Linked DNA regions of Sus scrofa: region 1 is linked to region 2. A link is a contact called in public Hi-C data. All regions are on one chromosome and are shown on one strand. The core of a region is the stretch at or near the end of the contact, and the rest is flanking DNA. Distances in the headings are between cores, read along the strand shown. Region 1 holds the start of TMBIM4 (protein lifeguard 4). Region 2 holds the start of GNS (N-acetylglucosamine-6-sulfatase).

Region 1 (5,195 bases), core at 108-2,607, 1.3 Mb after region 2:
AATGCACTTGCTAAAAACGTACTGATTGAAATATACCAGTCACAAAAAGACAAATACTGTATGATTCCAGTTAGATGAGGGATCTAGAGTGGTCGAATCCACAGAACAGAAAAGTAGAACGGTGGCTTCCTGGAGCTAGGGAAAGGGGAAAGTGGGAAGTTGTTTGCTGAGTATAGAGTTTGTTTTGCAAGATAAAAACATTCTGGTGACACTGAAAATGCTTAACATACTGTACTGTACTTAAAAATAATTAAAATGGTAAAATTTTAATGTTATGCATATTTTACCACAATTTACAACTTTCTAATTTAAAAGCTGAGCCCACTTGCCAAAATAATTTCAAAATTCAATTCTAGAAATACAGATACTAGGAATCAAGATTCTCTGTGCATAATCTCTTCATAATTCCTCTTCCAGGAAAAGTTCCAGCTGCCATATAGGATGAAAACCTGAGGCAGCTTCCGTGACCAACTGGCTGAACTAGAGCAGACAATGAATTCCACTTGCATGAAGCTGAGCATTTTAAATTCAAATAATTTCTGCCCACTGAACATTGCATAGTAACATAACTAACATGGTCTTAGGAAACTTCCACTTCCAGCAACTGCCTCAAAATGTTGAGTTCTAGGTCCTGCAGAGAAAAAACAGCAACGAAATAGATATGGTGCCTGCCCTCACAGATCTTACGATTCGGCAAAGACAGACAAGGGCATAGAAACTTGAAACGCTGTTCTAAACCAAAAACATTCAAGCAGGTAACTCCTTTCAGGTGTGCGTCACAACGATCACATAATAAGCTTATTTTCACCAAAAAAGTAACCCTTGGTTTCTCTTAATTGAAAGATGCCAGATTCAGGCTGTGAAATATTCAGCTGTCCCTTTCTACACCCAAGAAGACTGAGGGACTCCAGATCAGGTGTCAAAGAGCACAGCGGGGCTACCACTTCTCCTCCCCCTCTGACCCCTGCGGAGGGAGGACGCTCTTCCTCCGAGATGGGGGACCCGCAGGGTCGGAAGGCTGCGGTCTGAACCCCTGGACTCAGGCGCTGTCTCCAGAGCACCACCGTGGGGGATGCTCGCCTCGGAAACCGGAAACCCGCCCCCAGAGACCCGCAGCGCGCCTGACAGACGAGGGTGGCCGAGAGGGGCCCGGCGAGGGGCCACGTACCCATTCGGATGTGCACGCTGGCGGAGGCCACGCAGCTGCCATAGTTGAAGTCATCCTCGATCGAGGAGCAGGGGTAGCGGGGGTCAGGGTCTGCCATGGCCGCGCGAAACCCCCAGCCGCCCAGCCGAGCCAGGGAGACGACGCCGGCACAACGGCCTCCAAGCCACTTCCGGAGGGAGGATCCAGCCCCAACTAGCCGAGCGGCGTCGGCCGAGCCAAGCCCCAGCTAATCGATGATCTCACCTCAAGAATCCAGTTAGGCTGAGAAAAAGGAGAGTGCTTTAGGTTAGGTTGGGAGAGAAAACGAATTACATTCTCGGCGTCATCTGAAGTGTAGGTTTTCTCACATTTTCTTCCACCAGCTTCTTACATCGTCTGACCTGGAAAGTTGCTAACGTGATAAAAGCGAAGACCTATTCATCCATTTATTCAACAAACACTCATCTCATTCATACACTCCACCAATAATCACTCTGGGGAGACACCTTTAATTACATTGCCTTTATTGAAGTATAGTTGATTTTAATTACACTATCTTGTTGTTGTTGTTGGCCATGCCTGCAGCACGCAGAAGTTCCTTGGCCAGAAATCTCACTCGTGCCGCAGCCGTGATCCAAGCCACATCAGTGACAATGCCATATCCTTTAACTGCTAGGCCACCAGGGAACTCTTAACTACATGATCTTTAATAATAATAACCCCTAAACTTGTTGAGCACTTCCTGTAAACCAGGCTTTCTGAATGAGATAATGCTTAGTCCTGGAATACAAATAGGAACCAACCAGGGAAGAGCAGAGTGATGGAGGTAGGTTCTCAAAGGACCAACATCTGCAAAGTGGCGTCTACCAGGGAGCTAAGTTCAGGTGGAGTAGGCCACTGATGGCAAGGAATGAGGCTGAATAGATAAAGGCCAGATTACTGTCTGCTAAATGTAGAATATGTTGGAAAGAGTCAAGACCAATGACGGGAAAGAGGGGATGTTGTCTTAATAAAACAAATCATGGTGACAAATAGGATGGATCAATGTGAACGTTCATGGTATTGCTGTCATTCCAATATGAAGACAAGGTGTAGATATACCCAGAATATTATCATCTCAGGATTTCTTGGAATTTTTTTGATGAGTTTACTTTGATCCACCCACAATTGACATCCTCATTTTATTTTTTATTTATTTATTTATTTATTTATTTGGTCTTTTTGCCATTTCTTGGGCCGCTCCCGCGGCATATGGAGATTCCCAAGCTAGGGGTCCAATCGGAGCTGTAGCTGCCAGCCTACGCCAGAGCCACAGCAACGCAGGATCCGAGCCATGTCTGCAACCTACACCACAGCTCACAGCCACGCCGGAACCTTGACCCACTGACCAAGGGCAGGGATTGAACCCGCAACGTCATGGTACCTAGTCTTATTCGTTAACCACTGCGCCACGACGGGAACTCCGAAATCCTCATTTTAACTGTAATACTCAAAAGTCTTAGCAGGCAGAATTTAGAATAGCTGTGGAACTGCCTATTCTGAAGCTAAATCTTTAAATTTGCTATTAGTGGAAGCTTTTTTCTAAAGAACTAACTTTGATTCCATAAAACAAGCAAAAAACCTTGTTTTTTATGATTTTACAGACATTTTAAAAACAGTACTCATTTTAGTATGAAGTCATAGTAGGATTTATTATATAGAACAAGCCAGAGTTGGACTGGGAACCCATCCCATTGTCTTATTGACTAAAAGCAGCATTAACAAAGTTTGATCTCCTACCCGTTACCAATTACAAAAAGTAAATTTCAGATGGATTGTGGATCTAAATGTGAAAGACAAAACAATAAAACTTTGAGAAGATGATATAAGAAAATATCATTATGATTTGGAGAAAAGCAAAGATTTCTGAAACCAGCAGTTAACCCCAAAGGAGAAGACTGAGAAACTAAAATGTATTAAAATTAGCAACTTCTGGATTCCCTGGTGACCTACTGGTTAAGGACTCAGCACTGTCACTGCTATGGCACAGGTTACTGCTGTGGTGCAGGTTTGATCCCTGGCCAGGGAACTTCCACATGCCTCAGAGAATGCCAAAAAAAAGAACTTCCAGTAATCTAAATACATGATAAGAGAGTAAAAAGCAAGTCATAGAATGGGGAAAGAGGAGTTCCCATCGTGGCTCAGTGGAAACAAATCTGACTAGTATCCATGAGGACACAGGTTTGATGCCTGGCCTCTCTCAGTGGGTTAAGGATCCGGTGTTGCCGTGAGCTGTGGTGTAGTTCGCAGATGTGGTTTGGATCTGGCGTTGCTATAGCTGTGGTGTGGGCCAGCATCTATAGTTCCCATTCCACCCCTAGCCTGGGAACCTCCATATGCCATGGCTGTGGCCCTAAAAAGACAAAAAATAAACAAAAAAAATGGAGAGAGATATTTGCATGCATGTAATATATATAATGCTCTTTCCAGAATATAAAAACAACTGTTACAAATCAAGAAAAAAAATTTAAAAGGGAGAGAGAAAAAAAGAGACAAGCAGCCAATAGAAAAAGAAAAATAGGCAAACAGGCATCACACACAGACATACACACACCCCAAATGACTAATAAACATATAAAAGATACACTCATTAATATGTTCACAGAAATGCACATCAGTACTACAATGAGATATCTTTACACATTCACAAAATGGCTAAAATTAAGAGGTTGATAATACCAAGTGCTGAAAAGTTTGTGGATTAACTAGAACTCTTCTTAAACTAGAATTGGCTTCATAGGCATGTAACTGTGCAATTGCATAGGGTTCTGCTTTCAGAGGGAACTTGCACTTGATTTAATGCTCAATTGTCACAATTTGAAATTCTTAATAATTTTGCCTTTGAACTTGTGTTTATAAGTGAAAGCACAATGGAGCAAGAGCAGAAGAGGTGCACATAACGTATACATGTGTACAGTCTTCCTTACCAACCATTTGCATATAGCATTCAAGAAGACTCATATGTACAGAATCCTATTAGACCTGCAATGCATGGAGTTAGGCTAGATTCAAAACCAGTACAAGATAAATATCTTACACCTACAACTTAGTAAAGGGAAGGAGAGGGAGGGTGCAGACAGTCTCAGGAGGCCGAGCTTTCCTTACCAACCAGAACTTGCTTTGAGTGCAGAAATAAAGCGATGGTGTTCTAAGAAACATGAATGACCAAGGAATCCTATCATAACTTTTTCTGTGTGTTACTTCCAAGCACTAGGCAAACACTTACACTAAAAATGAAGATATATAAGGAAAGGGAGAGACTGCACAACCATAGCTTCTTTCCTTTCAGTCTATCCTTATCAGCAAGCTGAAGGTAGAGAGTGTTGGTAGATTGTGCAAGTATCATGAAATGAAATAAGAATATTTGAGTTAGTATCCTGCAGCTTTTCCACAGTTGTAATAAGAATGAAATACATAGGCATGTACGAGCTATGAAATACAAATTGTGTAATTTTGGTGATTCCACATGAGTTTCCATTTAAAACTGGCATTGCACAGTATAAAGATCAGTGGAGAGTTCCCATCGTGGCTCAAGGGTTAAGGAACCCGACTAATATCCATGAGAATGCAGGTTGGATCTTTGGCCTCACTCAGTGGGTTAAGGATCCAGCGTTACTGTGAGCTGTGGTGTAGATTGCAGATGCAGCTCAGATCTGGCGTTGCTGTGGCTGTGGTGTAGGCCAGCAGGTACAGCTCCAATTCCACCCCTAGCCTGGGAACCTCCATGTGCCACTGGTGCAGCCCTTAAAAAAAAAAAAAAAAAAGATTAATGGTAAAATGTATGCTAATAATTTTAAATGATATTTTTTCTTTACTTAAGGTGACATTAAATAGCAAGTTTAAGAGTCACTGCAAGAGACTGCAAAACAAATGAAAAAATTTTATGTTTTAGTACTTTTAGTTGAACACCCTGTTTTTTAAACAAGGAGCCCCACATTTTTATTTTGCACTGGGCCCCACATAGTATGTAGCTGGCTCTGCGACTAGAAGTGTAAATGCAGCAACCCCT
Region 2 (5,345 bases), core at 2,694-5,193:
ACAGCTCACGGCAACGCCGGATCATTAACCCGCTGAGCAAGGGCAGGGACCGAACCCGCAACCTCGTGGTTCCTAGTCGGATTTGTTAACCACTGCGCCACGACGGGGAACTCCCTAACTTTTTTCTTAACAATGGCAGATCACTTTGCTATAGGCAAAGACATGATGCATTCAGTCTTCCCCTATATCTCCTTCCCTCACTTCCTTGAGGTTTTGGCCAAATGTCACTTTTTCTAGAGTGAATGAATTTTTTTTTTTCTTTTTTTAGAGCCGCACTGGCAGCATATAGAAGTTCCCAGGCCAGGGGTCAAATCGAAGCTATAGATGCCAGCCTGTATACCACAACTACAGCAACACCAGATCCGGGCCATATCTGCGACCTACATCACACACAGCTCATAGCAATGCCAGATCCTTAACCCACTGAGTGAGGCCAGGGACTGAACCCACATCCTCATGGAAAAACAAGATGCTACCACATACAAGACTACTTCAAAGATAATCCTAGTCAGATTCCCTACCACTGAGCCATAACAGGAACTCCCAGAGGCAATGAATTTAAAAAGGGCAACCTGTGCTTCTGTGAAGAACAGTGCGTCCATCACACTATAGTAACACCCAAGTAAAATTAAAAAATGGATGAATGGGGAGTTCCCGTTGTGGCTCAGTAATTAACGAATCCCACTAGGAACCATGAGGTTGCGGGTTCGATCCCTGGCCTCGCTCAGTGGGTTAAGGATCCGGCGTTGCCGTGAGCTGTGGTGTAGGTTCCAGACATGGCTCGGATCCCGCGTTGCTGTGGCTCTTGCGTAGGCCGGTGGCTACAGCTCCGATTCGACCCCTAGCCTAGGATCCTCCATATGCCGTGGGTGCAGCCCTAGAAAAAGGCAAACAAAACAAAACAAAAAAAAAAAAAAAAAAAAAAAAACCCCGGATGAACGGGCCAAAAACTAAAAATGGAATCTCACCGATGAAACCTGCAACAAATACAGTGAAATGTTAAAGATGATGCTACCAGGAGTCCCTGTTGTGGCGCAGTGGGTTAAGAATCAGACTACAGTGGCTCAAGTCACCACAGAGACACAGGTTAGATACCCAGCCTGGTACAGTGAGTTAAAGCATCCGGCTGCTGCAGCTGCAGCATAGGTAACAGCTGTGGCTCAGATTCAATCCCTGGCCCAGGAATTTCTATACGCCTCGAGTGTAGCCATTAAAAAATAAAAAAAAAAGATACTACCACATATAAGACTACTTCAAAGATGATGAATAATCCCACATCAAACCACAATCATACAAGTGCAATAATCTTTTGACCTAAGTTAGTCTGGGGGATGGACAACTGTTTATTTGGCCAACTATGGCAGCAATTCATGCTCTTTTGTGGACTGCTCTTTCTCTCTCTCCCTCTCCACAAAAATGAAAACAAAATACACAAAGTATTACATGTAAATAAAGCAGTGCCATGACCCCACTGGTGTTCCTGAATGTTACTTGAAGATCCTCTGATCTGTGGTACAAGTGACTATGCTGAAGTGGGTACATGGAATGAACCTGGTGAAACAGCACTACCAACAGTATTCTAAAACAGGAGAAAAAGCAGAGGTATCTGAGACTATAAAACACCAGACTTTGACCCTTAGTATACCTATATGAACCCTGGCCACGTTACTTAACTTCCAAGTTTTATTTTCCCCCCTTTTAAAGATAATGATAATACCTAGAGCAGAGGATACCTGTGATGATGGAAGCACAAGTATTAAACAGTTCACACTCTGGCTCCAAGTAGGTTCTAAAATGCTGTTATTATCTTAGCTCTTCCCCTTTGAGTCCTGTTGACAACTAGTGATAGAATATTTTGTAAAAGGCTACAAGAGAAGCCAGAATTCTCCAGAGAATTGGGAGTATTAAATTGGACTTTTCCCCTCCACTTAACTCTTCTCTCCAACATAAACATCGATAAAAAAGAAATTGCTACTGGTTTAAAGTAGCGAATATGGTTAACACACCAAGGGGAAGAAATCTCAAATATACACAGACCATATCGGTGGTCTATAAGAACTGAATTCTGAATACCTTATATTTAAGTGATGGATTCTGTTTTTGATAGAGATGTGAAAGCTTGGCCTGTTAATTAAGTCACTAAACTATAATTAACTTTTGATAGAGATGGCTTGCTTTTTCTGGACAAAACAACTCAAACACACACACAAATTTGTTTTAAAGGGAGTTTTGTGAGGAGGATAAGGGTAGCAGTTGGAATGTTGGATAAAAGAAAAATCAGGAGGGCAATTAAGTCAAGACTCTTCAATGTCAAGACTCTTCAATGTTTAGTGGTAGAAACTAAAACGCAATGAGATACATGGGGGAGGAAAAAGTGTGGAGTCAAAATGCAAGCATCTTAAACATCAGCTAGGAAAGACAACTGATGAAGGAAGAAATACACCTTAATGCATAACCCAGAAATATCTACATATGAATGAGCTTACCTTTACTGCAGGTATCACAGACATTTTCTATTCTACTCTATTCCACAGGGAAGTAAAAATGCTGGTATCTACTCACTAAACCGATTTCACAACTCACTTATGGGTTGAAATCAGCAGTTTGAAGGACACTGAGATAGGGTGTTCCCACACGCTGACAGTTAGGAACCCCTTGCCTAGAGTGTTTCCACAGCATTTAGTTGAAAGCAAAAAGAGAACTGAAAGGAACACAGTAATCCAGCATTTGTTTTTTTAATAAGAGGAATGCTATCTATGCCCAGGATCAGAGAACTAGTCAGGATTTTGTCCGGACTGCCACAACTACTTATGTGCCTTGGGCAAGCCAATTTGGGCCTCCATGAGTAGATAGTTGGGTGGATGTTCTTGAAGGGCATAAATTCCATAAATTCCAGAACAGGAGCAAGATGCATTTCGGGAAAGAATGAAATTTCAAAACAACACCCATCTGATACAAAAGGGAACACTCCACAGTATCTAATGCACCAGCCAGGTGTTCCATTAGGCTAATTGAAATTTCTTGATTCTTGTAAGGCAAAGCACACCCTGAATCGTTCAACACCCTACCGACCAGAATAGTTCACTTCAGCACTTATTTCATAAATATCAGGCACAGATATTGCACAAAGGGTCAAATCCAGAGGTGGGCTAGGTCCCTCTTAAAGGGGGCTGCATTTTATCCTCCAATCAGAAAGAAAAACAATCAAGACTTGCGTGCACCTGCTTCTCATTGGTTCATCCCATCCCATCCCTAATTGGCTTCCACATGTTTGTCTTGAGATGTGAAGCAAACTCCTCAGCAGTAAGGTCCAGACTAAAAGCTCTGTGCGGTGCGTGCATGTGTGCGGATCCAGAAGAAACTCGGAGGAAAGAGGAAACAGAGCCCTGCAGCTTCCTAAGCCTGGGTAAAGAACCTGGCGCTGTAAAAGCAAACCTACTGAGGGTCGAGGCAGCTAGTTCAGGGAAAGGGGATGGGTTACGAGGGCCAGAAACCAGGGAGGCAGCCCGGGAGATGGAGGGGCGGGGCAGAAATAGAGGAGTTACCATGCCGCCGAGCACTTCGTCCTGGTCGTCGGCGAGGAGCAGCACCACATTGGGCCTCCGAGAGTCAGCCGCCGCCACCCGGGAGACCCCCAGGCAGCCACACAGCAGCAGCAGCAGCGCTGGGCTACAGGAGGGCAGGTGACGGGGACTGCCCCGCCGCGGCCCACCTGAGGCCAGAGGCAGGAGCCGCATGGCTGACAGGGCTCCGGGGGAGACCCCGGGTGGAGTGGAGAGCCGCACAGGTGACTGGAGGGCTGGAGGCCGACGAGCCACTAGAAGAAAGGGCTTACAGTGAAGGCCGGGGGTTTGGGTCAGGCGTTTTCTCCCCCGGCGCGATCACGTGAACCGGGGGCAGGGGGCGGGGCACGCCTGCTGTCACGTGACGGGAGGCGGGGCGGGCGAGGCTGCGGGCGGAAAGGGAGCGGAGAGCGGAAACAGTGGAGAGAGAAACCCGGAAGTGGGCCGAAAGGGGTGGGAAGCCGGCTACTAACCGGGAGCGGAACCCGCCCTTGCTCCTGGCTTGGGAAGACATTTGGTAGTGATAGGACTCATCTCAGAGCGCTTTGAAATGAAAATGGAGAGAAGATACGGTTAAAGGAGGGAATCACCCAACTGGAAGCAATTAGGAGAAAGGAGGAATGTGCCTAGAGGTAGTAAGAGCAACTGGTGGGCAAAGTCTGGGCTCTACTATATTTAATCTCGGAGTCAACGAACACTTATTGAAGGCCCTTATATTTAATCGTTTAAAATTTTCCCTACAGCTCAGCTATTAAATTTGGAGCTGGATTCCAGGTCGGTGCTCCTAACTCCAAGCCTGGTTATGCTATTCCTCAGCTGGTACCGTGGTTTCAAACAATTTAGGATATTCTAAGCCTAATATTCCTTGGTGAGTTTTGGACTATTTAACCTAATACTCAATTGGTGAATTTGCAGAAGACCTCCTACACGATGTTGAAGGATGTGCACGTTGAGCAAAAACAAAAGGCCAGCAACTGCACCCAACCGCATTATTAATTAATCTTTAAGGAAAAAAATTCTGTGAAACCAGGGCTCCAAATATTGCTGGGATAGCTCTGGAACAGCTCTACCCTGCCCCTCTGCTCAGATCTAGGAAAACAGAAATATCGCTGGCATTGGAGGGTGTTATGCTTGGTGAAATAAGTCAGACAGAGGAAGACAAATATTGTATATGTGGAATCCAAAAAATAAACTAGTGAAAGAAATATCTTCTGGCGAGGTGAATCAGCAAACATTCCCAACGGAGAACAACAGGCTGTACTTCCTGATTTCTAACAAATAAGGCATATTTTTTCCAAGCTGGACTATCCAACTCCAAGTCTTTTAAAACTTGTGAAAGCACTATACAATAAGGTAATAATAATTGTAGAAGTGCTTCGGAATGTCATAGATACAACTATCAGACTTATGCAAAAGGAAACGTTGCCTTTGTTTGATTATAGTTTTGTTTTTTTAAATGTCTATAGAAGACAAGAGACTTAAAAATGAAGTAACCTCCAGTGCAAAAACAAATTGTGCTGGGAATCTGGTCAGAGCACTTCCAAGATGGCCAGTGTACTGTATTACAGGCTCGGGCTAGGCTAAATTTGCACACTAATAGAATAACCCGGATATATTCATATTTCAAGACTTGCTGGAAGACTTGCACAAAAGAAGAATCTGTTCCATCTGCACTCATGCCCCCAAATTGTAAAATTTTATCACTATTTTATTTTCTAGGATAGATTGTAAACTATTTGAGGCCAGAGATTGTACAATTAGGTGCCAACATTGTTCCAGATG

What was found. Hi-C and Micro-C count contacts between places; a contact is called where the count stands out from the background.
Region 1: a Hi-C map of heart right ventricle shows a contact between it and region 2, with 5 times the contacts expected there. The contact joins the promoter of TMBIM4 here to the promoter of GNS in region 2. A contact is called at or near these places in 1 of 47 Hi-C or Micro-C datasets (heart right ventricle) and 1 of 2 datasets of contacts at active chromatin or transcription factors (alveolar macrophages).

What each region holds. Positions count from the first base shown.
Region 1 is chr5:30,510,201-30,515,395 of Sscrofa11.1, forward strand. It overlaps TMBIM4 (protein lifeguard 4), which reads right to left and starts at 1,358. Exons shown (of 7, transcript XM_003481653.4): 1 at 1,169-1,358. The coding sequence starts at 1,265.
Region 2 is chr5:29,186,340-29,191,684 of Sscrofa11.1, forward strand. It overlaps GNS (N-acetylglucosamine-6-sulfatase), which reads right to left and starts at 3,944. Exons shown (of 14, transcript XM_021091947.1): 1 at 3,546-3,944. The coding sequence starts at 3,737.